2 separate regions of the Sus scrofa genome follow, and region 2 is linked to region 1. Evidence: chromatin contacts called from public Hi-C data. All regions are on one chromosome and are shown on one strand. The core of a region is the stretch at or near the end of the contact, and the rest is flanking DNA. Distances in the headings are between cores, read along the strand shown.

Region 1 (6,196 bases), core at 1,411-3,910:
ATAAATACCAATCACAAAGCAGCATTCTTCTTAAATCAGTTGCAAAATCTAATAGGGTCAAATAAAGAAGAGGGCAAATCATTTTATTTCTAGGCCTCAACATGATTATAGCTATACATTACATATTCTCAGCCACAGTTATGTGAAAACACAGGATTTATTTAAGTAGCTAATGTATATATTTCTATACATATGAAAAAAGTTATAAATTTAAACCACTCTTCATTATTAACTGAGTTATTCTTTAGACTAGCTGTCTTAAAATACACCAGAAGAAGCATTTAAAAAACATCTGTATCTTAATTTTGCTTCTTACACAGATATCTTATATTGCTTTTATATGGTCATTAGAATACAAATGCTATTTCAGTGCACCTCTGTAATCACTTTCAAGTACAGTTTCTACAAATTGTATTTTGGGGGGTGGGTCATGTTCGAAACATTGCTGATTATAAAGAAGAGCATTGTTCTTTTCTCCTAGGCAGAATCTATGTATGTTCTTTTGTTCTGATGGTAACTGCAGACAATCAATAAGGTCCAAAGCTGCTGGTTCCCCTCCGCCTAGGTCCCAAGAGCCTGACTTGTGATGTTACTAAAATACCTCACAAGTTAGGGTCTCAGGGACTAGGAAAAGTCTGGTTTGATGCGGTAGAATTCTTCTTCCAGTTATAAAGCTAGTTTAGAAATTACAGTTGGGTCCAATTAACTTTTTCCTCTAAGTACTAATTAAATGACATACGTAGAAATATATATGGTATATAAAAGGCAGGATGAGCTGAGTATTCACGACGACCATTTACAGACTAATTTCAGACCTTAAAATAATGAAGACTGTAAGAAACAAGGCAGATAATAAACAGTTAAGAGTCGTTCCATTAGATCCAAGAAAGATACCAAAAATGGGTTAAAATCTGTTTCTAGACTATTTGTACAGCAACACCATAGCCTCCATTATATTAAAGGAGGATTATATGCCAGTTAATGGGACCCTAATTGAAATTTCGCTTCTCATTACAAGTCTATACAGCACAACTTTTAAGGTGGGCCCAGGACATATAACACTTTAAATCTAATTTAAATATATACTGTTGCAGTTAAGAATAAAACAAAAACTTTTTTGCATGTCATAATTTAATACCTCTGAAGCTTGCTATTTCTCTTTGAATCTCCAAACTCTTCAGACAGCCAATATTTCCATGCATACTCTGTAGCTATTTGAGCAATGCCACTTAACAAACACGTAACTTAAAATGCTGGCAACATGATTAAAAAAAATGTTTCTATTTTTAAATAATTGCATTATAAAGCTCAATACTTTTGAAAATACACAACCCCCATCCTGCATATTCACTGAATTTCCTCCGATCTTTTAGCCTTGTTTGTGGTTCGAGAACAGAATTTGTACTTTAGGAATGATCCAAGGTTTAGTAGCATAGAACGCAGGGTAAAACAATCGGACCAGCCATAACATAAAAGTCCTGGCCACAGAAGTGGAATCTGGTTCTTCTGAAGTGGTTGATCTTAAAAGGGAAAAGAGGAGGAAAAAAAAAAAAAACAAAAAAATGGAAAGAATTAGAATGTTTTCCTGTAGAACAGGTGAATCATCCATTTCCAAGTAAGCTGCAAGGAAAGCTATACTGAACAAAATATTTGCTAACTGGCCCCCCTCCTCCACCCTAGTACCACACCCCTTTCCAACCACCACCCCCCACCCTCTGTCCAGATCTTTACTTTGCCTTGTTAAGACTTTAAATATTCTGCTCCATGATGTAATGCATCATTATATAAGATCTCTTTCTGTTTATCGTTTGATTTTCCATACTGAATCAGTTATGGCTTAAAATAGTAAATAGTTAAAAAATAAAATAAAACAAAAAAGCAGCACTCATAAAAAGCAAAAAAATAAAACAGTCCTTAGATATAAGTCCATGCTTTTCCTTAAAACTGAATATGGCTTTACAATTTTTGACCATAGCATTCAACCAATTATTAGAATGAAAAATCTCACCCCTCCATAAATATGACATTAACATAATTATACCACCCCCATCACGGAGACCCATCCTCCTTAGGGAATACATCTGATGCTCCAAAGATGGAAATCAGTCAGATTTTAGTTGCTCTCCAACGTACCTTTGCTTCTCACTGACTGACTGGCTTTTACCCTCCACGCACTCACACGCCACCCCCTCCCCTCGGCTAGACACGGATGCCGGAGCGAGCACGCGCGCGCACAGGCATACAGACACCCAGCGAGAGGCGAGGCAAAGCATCTGATGCTGACTCAGAGCGCTTCTGTGTGCTGGGGGTGGCAGCGGCTGGTATTTTCACTGCGCTCATCATTAACATTAACTCACAGTCTAGCATCCACCCTCTCCCAGACCTGCGGGACTGCAGTATTTGCATGACGCTGTCACTCTAGCTTTTGCAGGTCAGATGATGGAAGAAAAAAAAAAACAACAGAAAGAAAGAAAAGGAGTTAAAAGAAAAAGCCCTCAGAGCCTTCATTTCTTCCAGGGTCTCCTTATTTTTCCACATTTCTACTTCCTCTGTGGCTATGTCTCAGTTGTTTGACATCTTTCCGGAAGAAACTGTCTTGTGCTTCACTGAGCCAGTAGTCAGCAGGTCCACCCCTCACCTCACACTCCGATCCCCACCCTCCCCCAACTCCCAATCAATAAGACAGATCTCCAAATACAGTTGTGGAAACAGGCTCCGACACAGTCTCATCCTGGATTCACTACCTCAGGAAGCAGGCAGCCAGGCTCACACGTGATAGAGAAATAATGCCAGCAAATCTTTAGCAGTCTTAGACTTTATTCTACGCTTTCATTCCCACCCACCCCCATCCCGGCTGACGAAAGAGCAAAAAAAAAACCCTTTCCACTTGTCTCTGAAACCCACAAACAGCTTAAGAGACACATGATTGAGGTGGATCTGTAAAGATCAATCATTTCTATTTACTAATGAAAAAAAACTATGATTTTAATAAAAATAATTGCTTAATATTTTTATTAGCTGTGCTCTCATTTCACAGGAATTACGAGATCTGCCAGGATCTGAATCATCAATATGATTTAAACTGCGCTGAAATCCTAACTTGATGGGATGAAATTAACCGACAGGGATATTAATATATATATATATATATATATATTTACTTTTTCGATTTAAGAACTTTTAAAAATAATAATAAATAGCCGTGTTGATGAATATGTATATCAGTTTTTGAGACTAGAAAATGTTTGCAGGCTATAAATATTAAAGATTAAAGATATGTTTACTTACAATATGGATTTGCACATATATGTGAAAACAATCTACTATGTGCATTGTTACAATAAGAAGTAAAAATTTGGACGCAGTCGTATGTGAGCTACAGTGTTTCATAACATAGAAGGCAGTATATAGGTATTTACCAGTTCCTTTGTTCTTCAACTGTTCCCTTTAATGATAGAACGTGGTAAACTGCCTACCTTTCTTTTCTACACAAGCAATATTTCTGAATAACTTGCCAGACAGAGCCAGCCATCAGTGACTCCGCAGCTTGCAAGAACTAGATACAAAGGATAGAAAAAGTACGATGATTCTCAAGCCAACTCTAATGCTGTCTGGTGCTGGAGAAATTTCGGTTTACCCACACAGACAGATCCCATCATGCACTGCGGCACTGCAGGACCAACTAAGGTAGCAGTCTGGCAGCAGATCTGTGGCAACAAACGTGAAGGACAACCGTTTGCAGAGGTTCCAAAGAAAACATCACACAACCCTTAAAGAGAAAGAAGCAACTGAACTAGGATATGTACCTTTACAATCAGCCCCTCCAAGCTCCTGATTTGAGAGAAAAAGGGGGGAAAGGGAAAACTTAAGAGCAAAAATAAAAAGCACAAATAAAGAAACCGTCACCTGGAGGAAGCTTGGAGTTTACACACTCTCACTAGAGAGAGAAATACAGGAAAGGAAAGAACAGGAGGGGGAGGAAGAAAAGGAAACAGAAAAGGGAGGAGGGAGGGGAATGGTGGATAAGGGGAAAAAAGGAACAGGGGAAAGAGCAAAGAATCACTGAGCATTGAAGTAACAAATAAAATAGGAAATTCGATTTCAGAAACCAAAGATTCCAGATCAGAGTTCGAGCTTAGAATTTACTGAAAACCTGTAACAGAAACTAATGCATACACAGCATAGTTTAAAATACTGATTGTTGGTAAGACGCCTGCTGACTTCCTTCCTGTTCTACGTCTGTGTACTAAACTGGTCATTTCTAAAGTCTCTTTGCTCAGATCCATCTTTTTTTTTCCTCTCTCTCTCTCCAGAATCATCTGTGTCCTTTACGCTATTTTTTTTTTTTTCTAGACAGTTGCCCACAATACTCTGGATAAATTAATGTTGTGACCTTGCCATGGCTATCGGACATAAAATGTCGACTATTTTAATAATTGAACATGTGCTTACAGCAAACTGCCTACTGATATCTTAGCTCTGTGGACAGTCAGCTTAAGCACCTCACTCCCAGCTCTGTGAATCGGAAACAACAGATGCAAATACCACTTTTGTTTTTTCCTATTCCATGCCGTCTCTGAATGTTACATACAGGGAAGACACACACATTATTTAACTTAACAGAAAGCATAAAAACATTAACCAAGGGAGTTATAAGATAAAGAAGAAAGGTTTGAAGAAAAATAATAATTATAAACGAATGGCCATGCATTTAAAATATTTATGTCTGGATCTGAGTTAGTCAGTTGCCCAGTGCCCAGGCTTTTTATCAAGACCACCTTTGAGCCAACAGGAATGTAGCCCTGATTAAATCAATATTTATTTGAAAGAAGATGTATCAGTTCAACTATGGCTGTCATAGACACAAGATTAAGGTCTCTTCTTATTCTAAACGTCTATCCATCAATACTAAAACATTCCTAAAGGACACTCTGACTACAGCCAAACTATTTACAAAATAAAAATTTCAATGTATTTTATATTTAATTTGAAGAAGCAATGCAGTGCAGTCTTCCTAGATCAATTATTTTTAGATGTTATTTGAGTTTTGTTCTATTAACTTAAAAAAATACCTACGATACATCTGGATCTATATCAAATGATGTATTATTAAATTAAAGGAAGCAATAACTACTCTAAAATACTTTAATACGACCTGTCTTCTACCTTACTATTAAGGCAAGGATCATTTCTTGGAAAGGCCATTTGAACTCACTGTTATGAGAGTTATGGGAGTTGCACTTAAAAGCACTTGTAAGGAAGATGAAGGACAAAGTGATCGACAGTTCAAACTTTGACTCAAAATTCATGGATGTGCAGAATATATTGTTTATTATTACTTGCATATTTTGTTTTATTTTATCTGTACTTTTCAACCAACAACATGTACATAACAAATTAAAATTAAATAAGGTAAAAACTCGGTTCCTCTGTTGCCTTAACTATATTTCACATATCCAGGAGCACCTGTGACTGGTAGTTACCATTTTGGACAATGCAACTATAAAACTTTTCAACCGTGAAGAAAGTTTTATTGGACAGTACTGAATTACACTGTCCCATGAAAAGTGTATGGAATAACAGATCACAGGGTCCCAATATTTTCATTCCAGTCTATTTTAAGAGAAAGAATTTATATTGATTTATTTTAAGATCTAAAGTAGGAAATTTTCCTTTGACTAAATAACATCTAAAGTTTTATTTACTAATAGTTTTGAAATATACAAGATTACTTAAGGGTAAGGGTTATATAGAAATGAACTTCAAAAAGGTAGCTGATAACAAAACCATTAAAAGACACAAATACTCAAGCTAAAATCTCCCAATATATCTGACGGATGCTCATTTGTCTAACCTTTGCAGAAATGAGTCATGCTTTTTAGTGTCAAACAATGTATATTATATACTTCTGTTTTCAATAAAGAAAGCCTGTAATAGTAGTATAAGCAGCAAAAATACAGAGAAAAAGCAATTTTAAAGAATACTATACATATAAGGGAGAATTTTGGTTAAAAGTAGCAATAACTATGGTTATACTTTTTTCTTTTTCTTTTTTTAAAGAGAAAAGAAATAATAATTAAAGGGCAAGGGAGACAGGAATCAGATGCCAATGAACTAGGATGACCTGATTGGGAATTTCTATTAAATAAAACACCGAGGTGTGTGTGTGTAGGTGTGTGTATGTGTGTGTGTGTGT
Region 2 (6,196 bases), core at 2,174-4,673, 180 kb before region 1:
CTATCAGCAATGTAGAAGAGTCCTCTTTTCTCCATAACCACTCTAGCATTTATTTTTATAAATTTTTTTATGATGGCGATTCTGACTGGAGTGAGGTGATACCTCATTGTAGTTTTGATTTTCATTTCTCTAATAAGTAATGATGTTGAGCATATTTTCATGGGCCTGTTGGCCATCTGCAGCATGTCTTCTTTGGAGAAATATATGCATATTTAGGTCTTCTGCCCATTTTTTTATTTGGTTGTTTGTTTTTTTATTATTGAGTTGTTTAAGCTGTTTTTATATTTTGGAAATGAAGCCCCTGTCATTCGCATCATTTATGAATATTTTCTTTCATTTTGTAGGTTGTCTTTTCATTTTGTTTATGGTTTCAAGTGCTGTGAAAAAGCTTACAGGTTTGATTAGGTCCCATTTGTTTATGTTTGCTTTTATTTCTTTTGCCTAAAGAGACTGATCTAAGAAAACATTGCTACAATTTATGTTAGAGAATGTTCCGCTTATGTCTTCGTCTAAGAGTTTTTTGGTGTCATGTCCTGTATTTAAGTCTTTTAAGCCATTTTGAATTTATTTTTGTGTGTGTGTGTTCTAACTTGATTTACATGTGACTGTTCAGACACAGAAAAGTTTTTAATAAAAGAATAATACATAGAGTTGGGAACAGGGATAAGAGAGCAAACAAGAGTTTGTGAGGCACCCAAATTCTAACAATACTAGGAAGTCTCAGCCACTCTGAAAGTCAAGTGAATGCAGGAAGGACACAGGGTTATGGTGGATTCCTGGAGTAAGGACCAGGAGGAAGCCTCTGATGAGAACATTAGCTATAGAGAGAAACAGCCACCGCCACAATGTGGCACCAAAGCAGTAAGGAAAAGGAGAGTAAATGTAGATTTTTCTCTCTTCCCACCCTCTTCTCCTGCCAGTGCTCTTGTTGACCAAACCTAACTGAAGGTGAGCTTGAGGAGACCCAAGGACATTGAGAGGCTACAGTGACATTGCAGCCAAGGAGAGCTGCAAGGCCATTGAAGCTTGTAGCAGTCACCTATAAGAGACTATAATGGAGGTCTAAAATTTAAACAGAACCAATTACATATATATATGTGTGTGTGTGTGAGTGTATATATATATATATATATATATATATATATATAAACTCTTCTTGATTTTTTATATATATATAAGTATATATATATTTCATATATTTTCAAATAAATATATATATATATATGAAAGAAGAGTTAATAGAAATTGGCTGACATGGTTATGGAGATCCAGAAATCTCATAGTCTGCCAGCTGCAAGCTGGAGATTGGGAAAGCTAGTGGTGTAATTCCAGTGGATTCCAAAGAGGCCTGAAATTGGAGGGGCTGAAAGGCCTGACTGTGTGGGTCCCAGTCTAAGTCTGAAAACCCCGAAACCAGGAATGCCAGTGTGGGAGAGCAGGAGGAGATAAATGTCTCAGCTCAAGCAGAGGAGTGAAGTCATCTTTCTTCCACATTTTTGTTTAATTTGGGACCTTGGTGGATCGGATAGTGTCCACCTCATTTGGGAGGGCCATTTGTCTGTTTTCCTCAGTATGCTGATTCAAATGCTTCTCTCTCCCCCAGACACACCTAGAAATACTGTTCTACCTGCTCGCTGGGCATCCCTTAACCCAGTCAAGTCGACACACAAAAATTAACCATCACAAGCATAGGGAGGTCAGAGACGGGAGGGAAATGGATTCTATGGGAAAAAGAAGACAAGCCCAGGGCACCTGCTCAGACATAGTTTTCTTTATGATCACCGGGGAGCTTGGTGCAATTTATTCTTCATCAATGTGGTAGATGCTGAATTTCCTATGCCTAATGCCTCAAAAGTGCACTTTTAATTTGGTTCAGTAGATTCTTCCATAAACAAGTGTCATCATATTTACTTTATTAGATGGGGCTTGTACCTTTCTCCTGCTCTTGAAAAATCCAGTTTGTTGTTCCACTGAGAGAAAGTATGTCAGGTGCATGTGTGGATAAGGCGGACATAAACAAGTCCATATTCAGCTCACACAATCAGTTAGTGTATTTTCAGGGGAATTGAAGTTTGTTATGGCAGAACAAAGAAGCAAAAGTCATACTACATCATAAAAATGGAAATGAGTTTAAATTCTCAGCTCCATTTCCTGAGCCAATGAACATAAAGTTCATGTTCTGCATCTGTTGCTGAGATGGATCTATAGTTATGTTAGGGTAAACTAAAATAAACCCCAAATAGGTTTCTAGAGTCACCCTCAAAGCTGAAAACATATATCTCGGTCTCTCTGTGGGTAGATTTAGGGACATACTACTTGGGGTTTTTGTGCAGGTTGTGATTTCCTCATTTTTACAAGAACTGTAAAATTACAGTATTTTCCCATTATATTTTCCCTTTCAAGCTTGGCAAGCAAGCCGTACTGATCCGGTGCCAATATTGCATCCATGAGATACTGAAGGCCAAATGTCTGCGTTTTAGAAAATTTAATTATAAGGAAGAGAAGAATTTATAAAAAGCCTGCTACTGATAGAAATGTTTTCATTCAATATATTTTCATCCAATAGTGAACCAGAGCAGCTTTCTTTCTTTTTCTTTTTTTTCTTTTCCTTTTCCTGAACCATTTTGCTGCTGTGTTTACAGCCTGGTACTGCGGCGCTGGGCTAGCAAGGGAGACTAGGAGGCAGACGTGACCAGACACAAAGGTGATAAAGGCTTGTCTCATTTCAATGTGCAACCAGAGTGGAATGCAAATAGCAAGCAATGCATGACAAAAAGTAAATTAGATCTTTAAAAATCCTTCCTTTAATAATCTTAGATGATATTGGCAGTCAGGTAAGGCTTTTCTACGAATACAGGATTTTTAGCTCAGCAAAATCGCCTTAAAAGCCAGATAAGGAGTAATGTAATTTTGTTCCTTCAGTATAAATGGCATGCCTTCCTTTTCCACAGTGCCTTTTGAACACACAAATACAGACACACCTGTATTTTTTCTGATGGTTCTCGTTCTTAAATTGTTTAATGATATGCTCTCATAGCAAATGTTTTTAATATCTATGACAGTAGCACACTGACCCAGGTACTGGCAGCTCCAAGGTCAACATGATACAAAACATCCTTTCTGGGAGATCACAAGTTGCCTGGAGGAGCCGTACACAGATACAAGCAATCCAGTACAACATAACAAAATGCTGTAGTGTAGGTTTGATACAGGGCTTGTGGAGTACAAGCAGGGAGCAACTGGTTCTGCCTCTAAATTAAAAAGTGAGTCCAGAAAACATACAACAGAACTGGACTGTGAAGGAATTTGTCAGGAATAATAGAGATAAATACTTTCTTAGAAGAGGAACAAAATATTCAGAAACACAGAGTCCTGTGATGATAAAGTCCATTCAAATTGGCACCCATCCATTTTGTTAACGTCAAAATGGCATGAAACCAGCAAGAAGAGTGGAGCTAGCTCTTGGCACTTACTTACTCTGTTCAGGTCAACAGAGCTTCAGACTAACAGTGAAATATATATTGAGGTAGACCCACATTTGAATTTTGATCCAGTCTTGGGTCACCTGGCTTCTGAGAGCTTTAGTGTTCTAATATCAGAAATAGTGAGGATACACTGGTAGAGGACTTATTTTGTTTGATTGAATGATACAACTTGTAGAAGTACAGGGCACCTGAGGGACTCTTGTAGACTGACTTATTTGTGAATGAAATTGATTTACACAAGTTTTGAAATGAGATAACCTTGTTTTCTAAGTTTCTCACACTAATTAGCTGAGTGAGCCTGGGCCTGTGAACTAACTGCTCTGAAGGTCGGTGTTTTAATCTGTAAGATAAACACAGTGAGGCTTAGTAGCACTGTTGGGAAGAGCAGAAACACTGAACTGAAGGTAAAGCTTCTGACCCACCACCTAGCCCATAGCAACTGCTCAACAAAGGAGTGAAGAGACAGTGATGCAGAAGAGAAAACATTTTATTTATCCTAAAGCACGATGCCGGGAATAAGGGCAGTGCTGTATTTAGCTGAGAAATTACCCATTCCATTTTTAAAGGAACGCATGGCATCCTACTTCCTTTCCAAAATACCATGTCGGAGATGGCATTTAGCATCAGCCCCCTCTATTCTGCAGTTTGTGGGGAAGATGTTGGTGAAAAGCACAGTAAATGCCAAAGCAGGGGTTGAGATAAAGAGGACAGAGAGAAACCGGAAGTTCTTGTTTTTGATGTTCTAGAACCTTTTCCCTCCATCCTCATCTTCAACAGAACAGGTTTCTGATATCAGAATACAATGGAGAGGCACACACTGAGGAAAGGCCAGGTAAGGACACCCAGAAGGTGGCTGTCTGCAAGGCTAGAAGAGAGCCCTCACCAGGAACTGAAGGGACCTGCACCTTGATCTCAGACTTCCAGTCTCCAGAACTGTGAGAAATAAGTGGGTTTTTTTTCTGTTGTTGTTGTTGTTTTTTTTTTTTTTTTTAACAACACAATGGATATAAGAGGTCCTAAAACATGCCTCTGGGGTCAGTTAAAATACATGTGAGGATCTCCCCTCCTGTGTTCTTTTGGAGCAGGTTTCTTTGTCTCCAAAGCCATGTTCAAGCTAGCTTGGCTGTCAGCAGCAGCAGAGAAAGATTTGTGATCTGAATCTCAGGCTTGGAGTTGTTTACTGTTGAGTATAGTCAGGCATCATTGCATTTTCTTCTCTCTTTAATATGTTACTGGCAATCGGGTGGCTTAAAGCCTCTCGCTCCAAATGGAAGCCTATTTTTTTTTTTTTTTTTTTTTTGCTTTGTTCTCCCTTCCCTCTGCTCAGACACATGGCCACCTGGCATATGCTGTGTATTCTCTGTGCAGAGATTGCCAGCTTGCAAACAAAGCCCGGGTGGACACGCACGGCCAGAGCAGCCACGATGGCTGTCAACTCAGTCAAACCACTGGTCATTTGGTCAAACATTCAGATGAAATGGTTTCTTTGACTGAATTAACCATAGGAACAGTAGATCCTGTCACGTGTGGACAGAAAAGAATAGTAGTTCACAAGTTTCTTTTCAATGCCTCACATTGCTGAAAGACAATTCCCTAAAAACTTTGATATTTTATAAATTCAAACTAGACATTATTGGCCAAATGCACTCCAATTACTTTAGAATTTGCCAAGGGAAGAAAGCGAGAAAAGCTAAAACCATTAGTTTTCAAAGATAGTCCCCATTTCTCCCTAGAAGTTATAAGGATTTTTAGAAGGCTTTGTGATAGCTATTCTAGACATAACAGGTACTATTCAAGATTGGTATATTTTAAGAGGTAATTTTCTATGCCTAAATTACAATAAAAACCATTTGTAAAGAAAAAGGAATAAGCTTACAAATAAAATAACTAATAGGATTTTTTAAAGTGGTAGCCACACATATTTTTGGAATTCCTTTTTGCTTGAGGAGGTGCTTTATACAGCACAGCTTGCTTTACACAAAGAGAAAACTTAATAAAGAGAGTATCAGAGTTCCCATCATGGCTAAGCAGAAATGAATCTGATTAGTATCCATGAGGACTCAGGTTCGATCCCTGGCCTTGCTCAATGGGTTAAGTATCCTGCATTGCCATGAGCTGTGGTGTAAGTCACAGATGAGGCTTGGATCCCCAGTTGCTGTTGCTGTGGTGTAGGCCGGCAGCTGTAGCTCGGAGTCGACTCCTAGCCTGGGGACCTCCATATGCCATGGGTGTGGCTATAAAAAACACACACAAAAAAGAAAAAAAGGAGTGTGTTAAAGATTCAGTGTCTCGGAGTTCCCGTCATGGCACAGTGGAAAATGAATCTGACTAGGAACCATGAGGTTTTGGGTTTGATCCCTGGCCTCGCTCAGTGGGTTACGGATCTGGCATTGCCGGGAGCTGTGGTGTAGCTTGCAGACATGGCTTGGATCCCTTGTTGCTGTGGCTGTGGTGTAGGCAGCAGCTACAGCTACAATTAGACCCCTAGCCTGGGAACCTCCATATGCCGCGGGTGCAGCCCTAAAAAGACAAAAGACAAAAAAAAAAAAAAAAAAAGGATTCAGTATCTTCATTCCCTTTGTTTTTCTAAATTTACATTTCACTATTGAAAGATAAATACAGTATTTTTTTTTTGAACTTTAGATGTATATACTCTTGCAGATACTTTTTTTGTAGCTATTTTCGCCAAGAGTAATTTGTTGGCAAACAGG

The links. Hi-C and Micro-C count contacts between places; a contact is called where the count stands out from the background.
Region 2: a Hi-C map of liver shows a contact between it and region 1, with 3 times the contacts expected there. The contact joins two enhancer-like sites. A contact is called at or near these places in 1 of 5 promoter capture datasets (liver) and 1 of 47 Hi-C or Micro-C datasets (liver).

Annotation. Positions count from the first base shown.
Region 1 is chr13:181,344,490-181,350,685 of Sscrofa11.1, reverse strand. It overlaps a transcript of LOC106508546 not described here. Among named protein-coding and RNA genes, the nearest start is that of MIRLET7C, 44 kb to the right of the region's middle. Within about 2 kb of position 2,660, at least 59 of the 83 cell types and tissues checked have an H3K27ac peak or open chromatin away from gene starts, as enhancers often do. A contact at or near this core is called in liver, where this site is marked.
Region 2 is chr13:181,529,933-181,536,128 of Sscrofa11.1, reverse strand. No RefSeq gene overlaps it. Among named protein-coding and RNA genes, the nearest start is that of MIRLET7C, 230 kb to the right of the region's middle. Within about 2 kb of position 3,423, at least 9 of the 83 cell types and tissues checked have an H3K27ac peak or open chromatin away from gene starts, as enhancers often do. A contact at or near this core is called in liver, where this site is marked.